Linked DNA regions of Ovis aries: region 1 is linked to region 2. The links are chromatin contacts, called in public Hi-C maps. All regions are on one chromosome and are shown on one strand. The core of a region is the stretch at or near the end of the contact, and the rest is flanking DNA. Distances in the headings are between cores, read along the strand shown.

The links. A called contact is a pair of places that touch in the nucleus more often than the background predicts.
Region 1: a Hi-C map of omental adipose tissue shows a contact between it and region 2, with 4 times the contacts expected there. The contact joins the promoter of LPL here to the enhancer-like site in region 2. A contact is called at or near these places in 7 of 16 Hi-C or Micro-C datasets (blood, hypothalamus, liver and 4 more).

Annotation. Positions count from the first base shown.
Region 1 is chr2:45,936,420-45,944,042 of ARS-UI_Ramb_v3.0, forward strand. It overlaps LPL (lipoprotein lipase), which reads right to left and starts at 5,690. Exons shown (of 10, transcript NM_001009394.1): 1 at 5,441-5,690. The coding sequence starts at 5,528.
Region 2 is chr2:45,724,936-45,732,480 of ARS-UI_Ramb_v3.0, forward strand. No RefSeq gene overlaps it. Among named protein-coding and RNA genes, the nearest start is that of SLC18A1, 76 kb to the left of the region's middle. Within about 2 kb of position 6,051, at least 2 of the 54 cell types and tissues checked have an H3K27ac peak or open chromatin away from gene starts, as enhancers often do.

The DNA of each region.
Region 1 (7,623 bases), core at 4,440-6,939, 210 kb after region 2:
AAAAATTGGATAGGAGGTTAATTAGAGGGTGGTTTGTTTTATTTGCTGGACTAGTGTGCTTTAGATTCACAAGCAAATACCACTAATGCTATTTTTGTTTCTAAAGTAAAAAAAAAAAAAAAAAGTAGATTGCAAGAGAATGGTTGATCCTCCAGTGGTACTCAAAGTTGACAGTGCTCCAGTGCTCAGTTGTATCTGACACTTTGCAGAGGATAAGATAGTTGAATGGCATCACCAACTCAATGCATATGAGTCTGAGCAAACTCCGAGAGAGCGAAGCACAGGGAAGCCTGGTATGCTGTAGCTCTTGGGGTCACAGAGAGTCGGACATAATGACCGACCAACAAAAACAAGCAACAACAAAGCTTGTTTGAGGGAAGACTGTTTCCTTTTCACTACACTATTTTTAAAAATTTTAACAAGAAGAAAAGTTAGAAGCATGGGGACATTTTGTATGGAATTATTCCTCCCCACATGGCAAGATACATCAGTTCAAAATTGCTTTAGTGATTTGTTCAGAAATATCTGTGCTATGTATGAATTATGATTAATTCTTTCCCCTAATATTTCTTTCCTCACTTATGTCTTCACAGACTTCCACACAAAACCGATGCTTAAAATACTACAGCAGAGGCGGTTTTGGAAAGAATCCACTCTTCATTGTTAAGCCCCGACTGAGTCAGGAGAGTAAGAAAACTCTGGCCTATTTTTGAGTCTCTGGACAATACTTCTAAATGTTGATGAATCTTCACAGGGTATTTGTAGGAAGTACATACTATATCATAGTAAACATCTTAAGTAAATTTTAAGTAAATTGTATTGCAATTTACTTTTGATTTTGCCCAAGAAGTTATTTTACTGTTAGAAACTGCCTTAGAAAATTTCAAGCTAGGTTAGTTTCACCCACATCACTCTGTATCAAATGATTTATGTTTCCCTTCTTAACAGTCTTATTTTAATATGTTCGATCAGCAAGCTTTTTAAAGCAGAAATAACCTGAACAATCTGGCAGACAGATCTCGCCCACCACCTGGTTGCTAAACTGATATTTAAGATTATTGCTATGCATAACTCCAGAGGATAAGAGTCACTTTTAGTCTATTTTTTTTCTAGATTTATGCAACATGGTGGCCCTAGAGTTGCTGGTGGTTTTGAAATGACTAAGAATATTCTTTGAAATTATTAAGGCAGGATTTGTATATTTCTATGAAAAAGAAAAGTCTGTTAAATCTTTAACTGTTGTACCAGATTACCATATGGATCATTCAGAGCTCCAATTTCCCACACCATCATTTCTATGGGCTACATAGCTTGTAAAGAAAAATAGAAGAAAATTCATACATTTACAAGAAAATTTGTATTTGGAAACTTCTGTTTTGCTTTTCACGGATTTTTTTTTTAAGTTACAGAAAGCATAATGAAGCCTTTGACAAGAAAACAGTACCCCTCTATATGCTATGTGATGTTTTCAATTCTTTGTCTATTCTGTATATGAAATTATAGATGCTACTGGTGTTTAATCAGTCTTTCCCTCTCCTTGGTGTTCTGACACATACCAAAGGTATTTCCACATACCTGGTTGTTTGTAATCACTTAAGGATGTCTTGGCATTCTAAAGATGAGTGTGGTTTCCCAATTTCTACCAGCCCTCATACAACTGACTTAGGCCAGGAAGAGTTAGGGAGAAGGATAGACCCTGACTGTGGGTCAACAGTATGTTTAGTCATCATAATATATACCCTGGGGATTGCTCCTGGCTGGCAGATTGAACTGATTTGACTCAACTGCTACTAAGGAAATTATTGTTTTTTATACATGGAAATGATAATAGAAGGACCTTTCACTAGATCCCCTTAGAAGTAAAGCCACCTTAGAATAGTGTGTGTTACAGGGGAAGTTGCCTAACATTTAATCCTTTTTAAGGCCTCTGTTCTGAATTTGACTCATCATATTAGTAACATCACACCATGAGATGTGTCCTCATCAAACACTAAGGGAGATTTGGGGGCATCAGGTAAGTTACAAGTCAATGCATTTCTTGACTATGTAATCTTCATCTCTAAATTCCTAAATAAACAACAAAAAATCAAAGTGTGTTGACAAAGGCTAGGAGTTATCTTAACACAGATAATAACTCACAGAGATGAAATTAGGTCAAGTCCAAACCCTTTAAAGGTATACTTATAGAAGGTACATTATAGGAGGAGCATTGAGCATCCCAGAAAAGTGACTCTAAAGGCAGTTCACAGTTATCAGATAAATAAGATTAACATTTATATGAAGACATGAGGTATATGAGCTCAATTATAATGCCATTCTCTTAAAGTTTTTACTTCCTTCCTTTCTCTGTTTGTTTTTCCTCTCTGACACACACAAACATACACTCCTAAATAATGTCATCAGTAATTCACTTCTTCTCTGAGGCTGATGGTCATAATTATCAGCTCAGCTTCTATAGAATGCTGACCCCCCGCTCCCCACCAAAAAAAAAAAAAAAGGTTTGGGGAAAAAAATCAGTGTTGCTATCTGAATGAACTGATTGGAGTTTTCAGACATTCTAATGTAGACAAGCCGCTTGCTTACCTAACAAGCAGATTGACTTTCCAATTTTACAAAAAAAAATGTTTGCAAAAATATCAGCTGTAAACTCTACAGCCTAATTTCTCCTCCTGAAATAAAGCAAGAAAGGATGGTTGAGCTAAAAATACACCGCCAGAAAGAAAGTGAACATTTCCTGCTGCCAAAATTTCCCCGGTGCCTGACTCCCACCTTTCCATACATTAATCAATCATGCTCTTGCTGAGCTCTGCTTCATTTGAAGGTGCTATGTGCTATTTTGCTGTCATCACTCATCATGTTTAACTCAGATATTAGCCTAGAAATTCTCTATGGCCAGTCAAACAGACTTGTAGCTACTGAGCTCTTCAAATTTCCTAATGAGGCCATGCAGAGATTGTGGTGGCTCCAAGAAAAAAAAAAAGAGCCTGAGGGCAGTGCCCATATCCTCATATTTTTCTTAGAAATCGAAAACAGAGAAGTATAGTCAGAGCCCAGAGGTGGTGGTACTTACCATTCCCTCCTCACACTTGTTCGTTTCTACTCTGAATGTCTTACATTCCTACCTAAATTAGTTTGGAGGAGAGAGCAGAGAGTTGCTGTGATAGAAGAGGCATTATGTAAAGAGGGGATGGGGGTTAGAGTGAGAGTGGGAAGGAAGGATGGGGGGGATTAATTTCAAGTCCATTTCCAAATGATTCCTCCCTTACAAAGCATTTATAGCTAGGAAAAACAGATTGATTAAAATCCAATTTAATTCCTTAATCACTTGTGTCTATTTGCATGGAAGAGTAAGGAATTAAAGGGTCTAAGAGGATTTTGAGTCTGGTCTAAATTCCTCATTTTAGGACTGAAGAAGCAAAATCCAGACAGGTGACACTTACTAGCCCAGTAATTTAGGGTCCTGAATCTCTCAGGGAGTCTGACAAAAACTGTAAAACTGTGAATGACACTTATTTGTGTGTGTTTCTGGTCTAAGTAACATTATCCCGTGATGTACTATCTGAAACAAGAATTTGGACTTTGTTCCAACCATTTTCTCAGATAGTGTAAAACACACATGCTACTTGGTAAGATGTTTGCCTGTGTGTCTGGTCAGTCGCCCTAGTTCTGTAGGACTCTGTGGGACCCCATGGGCCCTAGCCTGCTGGATTCCACCATCCATGGGATTTTCCCGGCAAGAATACCCGGCTGGGTTGCCATGCCCTCCTCCAGGGAATTTTCCCGACCCAGGGATCAAACCCATGTCTCCTGAGTCTCCTTTCTCCTGATGCTGGGATAGACTGAAGGCAGGAGGAGAAGGGGACAACAGAGGATGAGATGGTTGGATGGCATCACCAACTCCCTGGACACTAGTATAAGCAAACTCCGGGAGATGGTGAAGGACAGGGAAGCCTGGTGTGCTGCAGTCCGTGGGGTTGCAAAGAGTCAGACACGACTTAGCGACTGAACAACAACAAATTGAACCTCCAGTGTTCTCAAACTGATCTGACAGAAAAGATACTTTTATCAGCTTTCCTTTTTTTAACCTATGAAAAATGCTATTTCATGTACATCAGAAACTAACAAAACATGGTAAAGCAACTTTACTCCGACTTAAATAAATTAAAAATGTTATTTCACAACTCTGTGCTGAAATAGCAAAGTCAGGGACAAACTTAGTAGCAAAGTCAGAGACAAACTTCACTATAAAATGAGCCACTGCAGGACGTGCCGCCTGAAAGCACATCCAGGAGACACGCCCCAACTGCAATTCCACCAAAGAGAAAAGAAAACGTTGCCTCTTTTTATGACTTGCTTCAGCTACCTTTTTAGTTCTGCTGTGTGTTAGCTGAACCAAGGCTCAAGTTACACAGGCTGCCTCTATTGTGGGCAGGTCTCGGGCTGGGCGCTCTTCTTCCCTGCAATAAACTCACATCTGGCCTGGACGCCTTATCCCTGGTGAGCGGTGACTGGGGTTCCGCCAGTGGCCTCCCCGTGGCGCCCAAGAAGCCCCAAGAGCTCGGACCGCACCGCGGGGCAGGGCGCCCGAGTCGGGCTCAGCTCCGAGAACAGTCCGAGGACAGTAAGGGTAGCCAAGCGCAAACCTGGCAATCTCCAAGTCAGCGGTCAGATTGCTGGTCGCTCTGCCACGTTTTTCACGGCGGGGGGTGGGGGTGAGGGGAGCGGTGGTCAACCCTTCACCAGGTTTGCTGGCAGCTAAGTAAAGCCGAGGGTACAAGAGTGGAAAATGGACAGCTTCCCCGACGCGCCAGTGCGTGCAGGACCCCGCGTGCCCAGGACTTCGCGCCCCGCGTCCTCTCCTCCACGTCCCTCCACGTGGAGAGCAAGAGTGTCCAGGGTTGGGGTCAGTGCCTCCCCCCGCTCCACTACGGGCCGGCTTCTCCAGAAGGGGCCACTTTTTACTCGCGCTCTCACTGGCTGGGGCTGAGCTGCGACCAAGGCCAAGCCAGGGTCACCTTGGCCCCCTTCATTTCATTCCAGGGCCCCTGCAAGAGGAGAGGTTAAAGCAGGTCACCGCGGGCAGAGCCCTTCCTCCCGCCTCCGGGCCCCGCCCCTCACACTCTACCGGACCTACCCGGCTCATTTCCCTGTAGAGCCCAGGCTCCAGGGAACTCAGCCGCAGCTGGAGTAGAGAGGACTGCGCGCGAAAGAGAGAAAGGGGAGTTGGGAGCCGCCCCAAAGAGATCGGAGGAAAAGTCTCCTCCGTGCTCCTTCCAGATCCCACCCCCGCGACCCTATCTGAGGCAAGCGCTCGGGCTAGGAGAGGCCCCGGTGCTCATCGCAGCCCCTTCCTACTTTCTTTCCTTCTCATCCTCACAACGTGTGCAAATGGCCACTGAGCCTATTCTGCAAGTGGGGAGTCTGCGCGCAAAAAACTTACTGTCGGCGGCGACCAGCCCTCCGCGGGAGACGGTCAGACTCTGCAGCCACACGCTCAGAGCCAGCAGAAGCAGGACCTTGCTCTCCATCTCGGGGGATGTCCCTCCGTAGGAGATGCGGGGCACCGGGCGCGAGCGCGGACAGAGCAGTAGAGCCGCTGAGCCCGAGGCGGCAGCAGGCTGGAGCAGCGGTCTGGCGCGGAGCAAGTCACCCTTTAAAGGGGAGGGTGGGGAGCTAGAAGCGGCAGGTTTCCCCGGAGGAGGAGGAGGTGGGGGAGGAGAAAATGAGTCTGACACTGTTTCCACTCCACGGCTGCTTATGTGATTGGAAATATGCAAATAAACCTCATCACCTATTGGCTATAAAATCATAAGTTGGGGGGAGGATACTAAATTCACTTTCAAATATTTGAGCAAACTGAAATGCGGTTCAACTCTGCAAGGGAGAAGAAGGGGAAAGGGCAGAAGGAAAAATTTTACTTTCTCTAGGAGGGCAATTTGCTTTTCCTAAGGGGTCTGGCTCTCTTGGGTCCCCTATACAAACACCAAACAAAGGTTTTTATGGCTTTATGTGAAATACTCTGTAATCATCTGTTTTCTAAGAAAGGGAAGTTAAGTTGTTAAACTACATTTGGGCAATACCCAGCTTCTTTTGATGGCTTCTGTTTGTAACTTGCAGTGTCTGTTTTGTTTTCTGTTTGCCCCCTCCCCCGCCAATTCTCCTGGACAACGTCAATCTAAGGACCCATGGACACACGTTTTTCTGCAGCTTGAGCTTGCACAATCTGGTATTTTAACTTTGGTGAAATGGATTGGCTTATGTAGTTGAGAAAAGCCCTCTTGCTCTAACTAGTTTCTAATTTTTGCCTTAATGCAAGTTATATTCAATCCTCAAACTCATCAAGAAATGCAAAGTAACATTTTATCCTCAGAGGCAGAATGTTGAAGCCAGACAGCCTGGAAGTGTATTGTTATGCTAAGTGAAAGAAGCCAGTCACAGAAGATGCACATCCTATTATTTCCTTTGCATAAAATGTCCACTAATAGGCAAACCTTAGGGACAGAGAGTAGATTAATGATTACCTAGTGCTGGGGACTAGGGGAGGCAGGAGAATGGAGATGATTTTGGAGGGGATGGTGATGGAAATGTTCAAAAATTACATTATGGTGATGGTTGTACAGCTGAGTAAATACACTAGCAACATGGACTTATACACTTTAAATGGGAGAACTTTATGGTACATAAATTATATTTTAAATAAAGCTATTAAAAAGATGTGTTCAGGTATGCAAGTAAAATAACACGAATAATGAAATCACTTTGGATGTTGTATTTTCTTTGACAAAATGCTCAGAATACTTTCAAATGTCTTTTTAAATGTAAAGAACTTGAATTAGCCAGGAGAGATAATTAACTGTATACACTCCACTTTACATCTGAGAAATGGGCTCATAACCCAAACCCTCCAATTCACTGTCTATATTGGATTATTTCTCTGAATACTTCTAATGCTTCCTTCTACTCATCCCTCCTTCTTCCATCCCCCTCTCTCACAGACACACAAAAACACACACAAGCACAATCTACATTTATATGTTAGACAGATGAAGAGCATACAATTTAAATTAGGCTCACAGTTTAAGCTTTTCTCAAAAACAAAATACTTGATAGTGCTCAAATAATTCAGTTTGTTATTCTATGGAATAGAGTTCTATCTTTAAGTGTTAAATGTGTGCTGTGCTCAGTCGTGTCCGACTCTTTGAGACCCTATGGACTATAGTCCATCAGGCTCCTCTATCCATGGGATTTTTCAGGCATGATTACTGGAGTGGGTTGCCATTTGCTTCTAGAGGGGATCTTCCCCATCCAGGGATTGAACCCAAGTCTCCTGGGTCTCCAGCACTGGCAGGGAGATTCTTTATCACTGAGCCATCTGGGAAGCCTCAAAGTGTTAAATGCCACAGCACAATTTGTCTTGTATTACAATTACTAAAAAGTATTCTGCACATTCATTCTATCCTGCAAAACATGTAAAGGACTTAGATGCCTATAAGAGCTTTAGAAGTAGTCAAACCGATCAAGCAGTGGATGAACAACTATGACATGGCAGTCTTCTAAAAATTCTATAGTAAAGTCTAACTTTAAAAAAGATATAAGATGAGTACATTTGCATCGCATTGCTCA
Region 2 (7,545 bases), core at 4,801-7,300:
TATCCCTTTCAGGTCAGAATGCAGAGGCCTTCTGGAGGCCAGGAATAGCCCCTCCCCACGTCCAGGGTGGGGTCTGCTCTCTGCTGCTTCTTACCTGACCTGGGGATCCAAAGACAGCGCCCAAAGCGGCTGCACTGCCAGCCAGCAACCCACCAAATAAAGCCTACCCAGACTTAGCAGCAGCAGCAGCAGCAGCAGCAGCAGCAGCAGCAGCAGCAGCAGCAGCAGCAGCAGCCCTTCCATCTAAACAAGACTAGCGTACAAATGAAATTATGCACGAAAGAGAAGTAGACCCACAGACACAGAAAGCAAATTTATGGTTACCAAAGAGAAAAGGTGAGGGAGGATAAATTAAGAGTTTGGGATTAACGTATACACACTGCTGCTGCTGCTGTTGCTGCTGTCTCTTCAGTCGTGTCCGACTCTGTGCGACACCATAGACGGCAGCTCACCAGGCTCCTCTGTCCCTGGGATTCTCCAGGCAAGAATATTGGAGTGGGTTGCCATTTCCTTCTCCAATGCATGCATGCATGCTAAGGTGCTTCAGTTGTGTCCGACTCTGTGCGATCCTATGGACAGCAGCCCACCAGGCTCCTCTGTCCACGGGATTCTCTAGGCAAGAATACTGGAGTGGGTTGCCATTTCCCTCTCCAGATATACACACTATTATACATAAAATAGATAAACCACAAGATCTTACTGTATAGCACAGGGGACTCTACTCAATACTCTGTAATGACCTATAAGGGAAAAGAATCTGAAAAAGGATAGATAAACACATGTATAACTGAATCACTTTGCTACACATCTGAAACTAACACATCATTGTAAGTCAATTATAGTTCAGTAAAAAATAAATATAACTGGAGATCCAGCTGTACTTATACAACCATATTTATAAGCTAATAAGCTAATTTATGACTTCCCAGGTGGCACAGGAGATGTTGGTTTGATCCCTGGGTTGGGAATATCCCCTGGATATATTTTCCTGGTCATCATTATTATTTATTAAGCTCCTATGGGGTATTGGTTACTGTTCTAGAAAAACAAAAACAGTCTTCCTTGGTGGCTTAGACAATAAAGAATCCTCCTGTAATGCAGGAGACCCAGGTCTGATCCCTGGGCTGGGAGGATCATCTGGAGAAGGGAATGGAAACCCACTCCAGTATTCTTGTCTGGAGAATTCCCTGGATGGAGGAGCCTGATGGGCTATGGGGTTGCAGAGTTGGACCTGACTGAGTGACTAACACTTTCACTTTCAAGTTCCTAAGAGGAATTGGTTACTGTTCTAGAAAAACAATGTTAGATAAAACTTGGCTGTTACCTGTCCATTGACTCAATATTATTATTATTTTAAATTATTTATTTGGCTCTGATGGGTCTTTATTGCGGCACAAGGGATCATCACTCTTCTTTGCGGCATGTGGGATTTAGTTCCCTGACCAGGGATTGAACCCAGGCCCGCTGCATTGGGAGCTTGGAGTCTGAGCCTCTGGACCGTTAGGGAAGTCCCCCCACTAACTCAATATTAAAGTGGAGTTTGGAGTGGGGCTCTATCAGCGGAAGGATGAAAGTGCTATGGGGCCAGGAAAGGCACCCAAGTTCAACCATCCTTGGAGAGGGAGACTTGGCCAGGGGAGGTGATATTTGAGTTGGCCCTGGGAGAGGGTGAGGAGTGTGTTTCTCATAAAGGGAAGGTGAGCAGCAGAGCAAGGGGACATGGCTTTTGAGGAGGGTCAGGTCCTTCTGATGGTCAGGAAGGCCAGGTGAGTGGTGGGAGAGGCTAGAGGCAACCAGCAAAGCACAGGGGGGTTCCTTTGTCAAGAGCCTGAAAGGCCAGACCAGGGAGTTTGGACATTAATCCATGGTCAGCTGGGATTATTAAGGGGTTTTATTCATATCCTGACATGGCCATGTTTACATTTTTAAAAGATCTCTCTGACAAACATGTGGAGGTTCTATGAGGTGGGGAGACCCTCTGAGCAGGAATACCTGCTTGGAATGTCTTCATTACACGTGAGAAAGGGGAAGGACCTGAAAGGGGGCAGAAGCAAAGATGACAGAGGAGATGGGATGAGTGAAAGGAGAATTATGGGACTTTGTTAAGATGAACACCGTTAGTGAGGAATAGAAGGAGGTGTCCAAAAATGTGGCCGTGTGTCTTCAATTTGGGAGATGGTTTCTATGGTGAAGCCTTTGACCAAGAGTGAAAATAAAGGAGGAGCAGGATGAGGGGGCGGTGCGGATTTTACCTTAGAGGCCAGTCAGTCGTACAGGCAAAGAGGGGGAAATAGAACAGCATAAGTGAGCCCCGAAAACATGGAGTTTGCCTGAAGCTGAGAAAGAAGACAGTTCAAGGAAGTGGTAGTCAGGACATCGGATGCCATGGAAAGGCCAGGCAGGAAGAAGAGCCAAAGGATATCATTACAGGGACATGTTGGGGTCACCAGGACCATATGAAGGCTTGATTTAGTGGACATGGGGACAGGCTACAGGATGATGAAGAAACTCACCAGCACCTTGATGCCTCTCTTTAAGGGCTGGAGTGTTGAAGAGAAGGCTATAAGTAGGGAGACAGAAATGTGCAAACTTTTTTTTTAAACTGCTCCTCAGTTTGTAGGTTTTCCTGTTTCTAATTATTTGACTGCGTCGAACCTTATTTTCAGCACACAGGCTCTGCAGTTGCCGTGTGTGTGACTAGTTGCCCTGCGGCATGTGGGATCCTAGCTTCCCGACCAGGGATCGAACCCACATCCCCTGCATTGCATGGTGGATTCTTAACAACTGGACCACCAGGGAAGTCCCCTGCACCTCAGTTTTCTCCTGAGGAAAAGGGGTAACATCTTCCTTCAGGCCATGTGCTGGGGTTTAATGGTATCATACATGCAAAAACACCCACGGTGTTGCCTCAGCAGTCCCAACTGAATTCTAAGATTTTCACTTGCAGTTATTCCCAACAAAGCGTTCCTGACAATGAGATTTCCTTCTTCTTGGGGTTGCCGGCAGCCCCCGTGTTTGATTGCAAGTTTATATGTACCTGTGGATCTTCTCTGTACACCTCACTGTCTGGGCTCTTCCCAGCCTGGAAGTGGGACGTCTAATTGCTGAAATTTTCTTGGTATCTAGTTTAGAGGTAGATAGCCTGAGCACTCAAAAATCCAGCCAATGAAGAGGGTGTGGAGAAAAGGGAACTCTCTTGCACTGTTGATGGGAATGCAAATCAGTACAGCCACTATGGAGAACAGTATGGAGATTCCTTGAAAAGCTAAGAATAAAACCACCATATGACCCAGCAATCCCGCTACTGGGCATAAACTCTGAGAAAACCATATTTGAAAAAGACACATGTAGCCCAATGTTCACTGAAGCACTATTTACAATAGCTAAGACTTGGAAGCAGCCTCTGTGTCCAATGACAGATAACTGGATAAACAAGTTGCAGTATGTATGCACAATGGAATATTGCTCAGCCATAAAAAGGAATATAAAAGGGAGTATTTGACTCAGTTCTAATGAGGTGGATGAACCTAGAGCCTATTATGAAGAGTGAAGTAAGAAAAAGAAAGACAAGTATCATATCTTAATGCATATATATGGGCTCTAGAGAGACGATACTGATGAACCTGTTTGCAGGGCGGCAGTGGAGACACAGACATATGGACACAGTAGGGGAAGGAGAGACTGGGATGAATTGAGAGAGCGGCGCTGAAACATACACATTACCGTGTGTAAAATTAGATAGCCAGTAGAGCTTTGCCATATGATGCAGGGAGCTCACACTGGTGCTCTGTGATCACCTTTAGGGGTGGGATGGGGTGGGAGGTGGCAGGGAGGTTCAAGAGAAGGGGGACATATGTATGCTTCTGGCTGATTCATGTTGATGTGTGGCAGAAACCAACACAATTTTATAAAGCAAATATCCTCCAATTAAAAGAAAAAAAAATCAAAACTGTCAAATAACTCTGTCATCCAGTAGGCTCAGGAGAAGGAGCTGGGGAAGTCAGGTCTGGAACAAACAGCATGCGTCCGATTTGAAAATTCCTGGCCCCACCATCTTTCTTAGGAAGCCCACTCTTGGGAGGTCCCTGGTGGTCCAGTGGCTAGAACTCTGTGCTCCCAGTGTAGAGGCCCTGAGTTCAATCCCCAGTCAGGGAACTAGATCCCACATGCTGCAACCTGGCATGCATGCGTGCTAAGACACTTCAATCGTGTCTGACTCTTTGTGACCCCATGGACTGTAGCCTGCCATGCTTCTCTGTCTGTGGGATTCTTCAGGCAAGAATACTGGAGTGGGTTTCCATGCCCTTCTCCAGGGGATCTTCTGGCCCAGAGATCGAACCCGAGTCTCTTACATCTCCTGCATTGGTAGGTGAGTTCTTTATCACTAGTGCAACCTGGGATGCCTAAGACCTGGCACAGCCAAATAAATAAACATTAAAAAAAGGAAAGCCCGCCTTGGTAAGTCAGCACATGGGCCTGTATTGACCCCCTGTGAACAGCTGAGGAGCACGTTTCCCTCCGGGTAATTTCTCTACCTGCACACAGCTCCTGACACCCAGCAGCATTTATCTAACCTGGACTTTTATTTTCCTAGAACAGCACTCTGCTGATTTTAGGAATGCCCCTTTTACCCTTCTAGTAAGGATAAAGTCTCTAAAACTCCTATCAAAGATAAACTTAATTCAGACAGGGAATTGTGGACAGTAGCAGGGGGTATGGTGCTGGCTGTGTTGCAGCCTAATAGGGAGGAGATGGTGAAGCTGGCAGGACTCTCTGGTGCTTGGGGGACCACCCCCGAGTTCCTCACTGCACCTGGCCAGTGCTTTGGACATAGAAGGTGCTCAAAAAGCATCTGATGAGCAAATGACACAAAGGAGAGTATGAATGAGTGGATTTGGCTCATTTACTAAGAGGCTGAAATGAACATGGGGTCGCACCGGAAATGGTCTTGGGAAGAGGTAAACCGGTAGGTCATACAGTGCTAGGGGGCAGGGCGAGCACGTGGATCAGCTTGTATGTTTCAGCGTGTCCTTAAAGCACCTTCCAGCCTCGGAAGCTGGCAGCCACAACTTCATAGCATTCCAAATGCCTGTGTCACTTTCTTTCTTTTTCTGTTTTTAAAATAAGGTCTCTATAATATAAGAAACTAATCACCAGTCCAGGTTCGATGCAGGATACAGGATGCTTGGGGCTGGTGCACTGGGATGACCCAGAGGGATGGTACAGGAAGGGAGGTGGGAGGGAAGTTCAGGATGGGGAACACGTGTACACCCGTGGCAGATTCATGTTGATGTATGGCAAAACCAATACAATATTGTAAAGTAATTAGCCTCCAATTAAAATAAATAAATTTAAATTAAAAAAATAAACAAAATAAAATAAGGTCTCTATTGCATATTTTTTTGTTGTTCAGCTCAGTTCAGTTGCTCAGTCTTGTCTGACTCTTTGCAACCCCATGGACTACAGCACACCAGGCTTCCCTGTCCATCACCAACTCCCAGAACTTACTCAAGCTCATGTCCATTATTTACTTATTTTTATGTATTTATTTATTTGGCTGCACTGGGTCTTGCCTGGGACACATCAGATCTTCCATTGTGCCGCATGGACTCCCTAGTGGTGCCTAACCTAGAGTGGGCATTCTTTTTTTAAATTGTATTTATTTATGTATTTCCCTGGTGGCTCAGATGGTAAAGCATCTGCCTACAGTGCGGGAGACCCGGGTTCAATCCTGGGTTAGGAAGATCCTCTGGAGAAGGAAATGGCAGCCCACTCCAGTACTCCTCTTGCCTGGAAAATCCCACGGAAGGAGGAGCGTGATAGGCTACAGTCCATGGGGTCGCAAAGAATCAGACATGACTGAGTGACTTCACTTCACTTTCTTGTGTGTTTATTACTGGCTGTACGGGGTCTTCGTCATTTTGCTCAGGCTTGCTTTTTAGCTGCAGCGAGCAGAGGCCACTCTCTGTTGCAGGGCGCAGGGTTCTCACTGTGGTGGCTTCTCTAGTTTTGGAGCACAGGCTCTGGGCGTATGGGCTTCAGCAGCTGAGACCCTCGGGCTTTGTTGCTCTGTGGCATGTGGTGTCTTCCCAGACCAGGAACTGAACCTGTGTCCCCTGTGTTGAGAGGCGGGTTCATAACTAATGGATCACCAGGGAAGTCCCCTTGTGTCGCTTTCATTCCACACCCATTAACACAATGCAGGAAAAGTGGATTCTAGAATGTTGGGAAAATCATTTCCTAGAGAGAACTTTTGCAGGGCCTGTCTCTGGCTTGGAGAGGTCAGTAGGGAATTATTCTAGCAAAACCACCCCTGGGGCTTGCTCAACTGAGACACTTAAACCCAGAATGAGAATGAGAGCATCCATGCGACATTCTCTGGGAGTCTGCAGAATTGACTGTTGCGAAGTTTGAATAGAACAAACATGGTGCTAACTCAAGTTAAAAGCTACTATAATCTGTTTATGGGGCTGTGGTTTGTTTCCCTTGAGACGTTTCCAGGCTCTGCTCAGTGGACTGGGCTGTGTCTGGTGGCTGGAGGCCACCAGGAAGCTGTGTCACACAGCCAAGAGAGTTGGTAGTGGGTGTCTGGCCCAAACAGGTCACAGAGTTTAGAAGGAGCCTCAAACAGCTAGCGGGCTTCTTGGGCTCCCAGGAGAATCAGGCCAGTGTTACTGATTTTGGGGAATTCATCCTCAATTTTATTCTTCTGTAGCTTTGACCAATTGAGATTTTTCAGAAGTAGCCTACAAAACCTCATACCCTGGGAAGAACTGGGCCCACGTTCACTTTCTTTCCCCTCCAAGAGTCTAGGATATTTTACCTTCAAGGAGGTAAAGAAATCACTGAGGTTTCTTAGCTTTGACTATCTCAGCTGCTAATTCATTTTCTTAGTTTAGAAATACGCTTTCACTGTTATGAGTTGCTTTAATTCTTATACATAGCAACTTCATTTGAGCATGTAAAAGTATGCCATTAAATGCATGGAGATATGTCTTCAAATTACCAAAGGAAAAATGCCAGTAGGCCCAAGGAATAGTTGAGTCTTGGGATCCCTATGTTCTCCATTCCAGAGCCTGTTCTGTAGCAGAGTGAATTCCAAGCAGAAGCTCAATAAGCCTCAGCAAGAAAGATGAAAACTTCTTTATTCCCCCAGTGGTTTGCGAAGACAGTGGGCCAACCCACATGAGAGGTAGTGCCCAGAAAGAGAGAGATTTATTGGAAGAGTCAGGCATAAGTGTCAGTATGAGAAATATCTGAAGCATTGAACCCCATGCCTGGTCCTATATCAAGGAGAGTAAGGATTTTTTGTTAATGCTGTGTCTTTGTTACTGTGCACGGGCTACTTAGAGAGTAATAGTTGCAGGGTGCAGGATTGTCATTGCAGTGGTTTCTTTCCCTGCAGAGCACGGGCTCTAGGACATGTGGGCCCAGTAGCTGTGGCTCACGAGCTAAGCTGCTCTGCAACATGGGATCTTCCTGGGTGAGGGATCAAATTGATGTCTCCTGCACTGGCAGGGGGATGCTCTACCACTGAGTCACCAG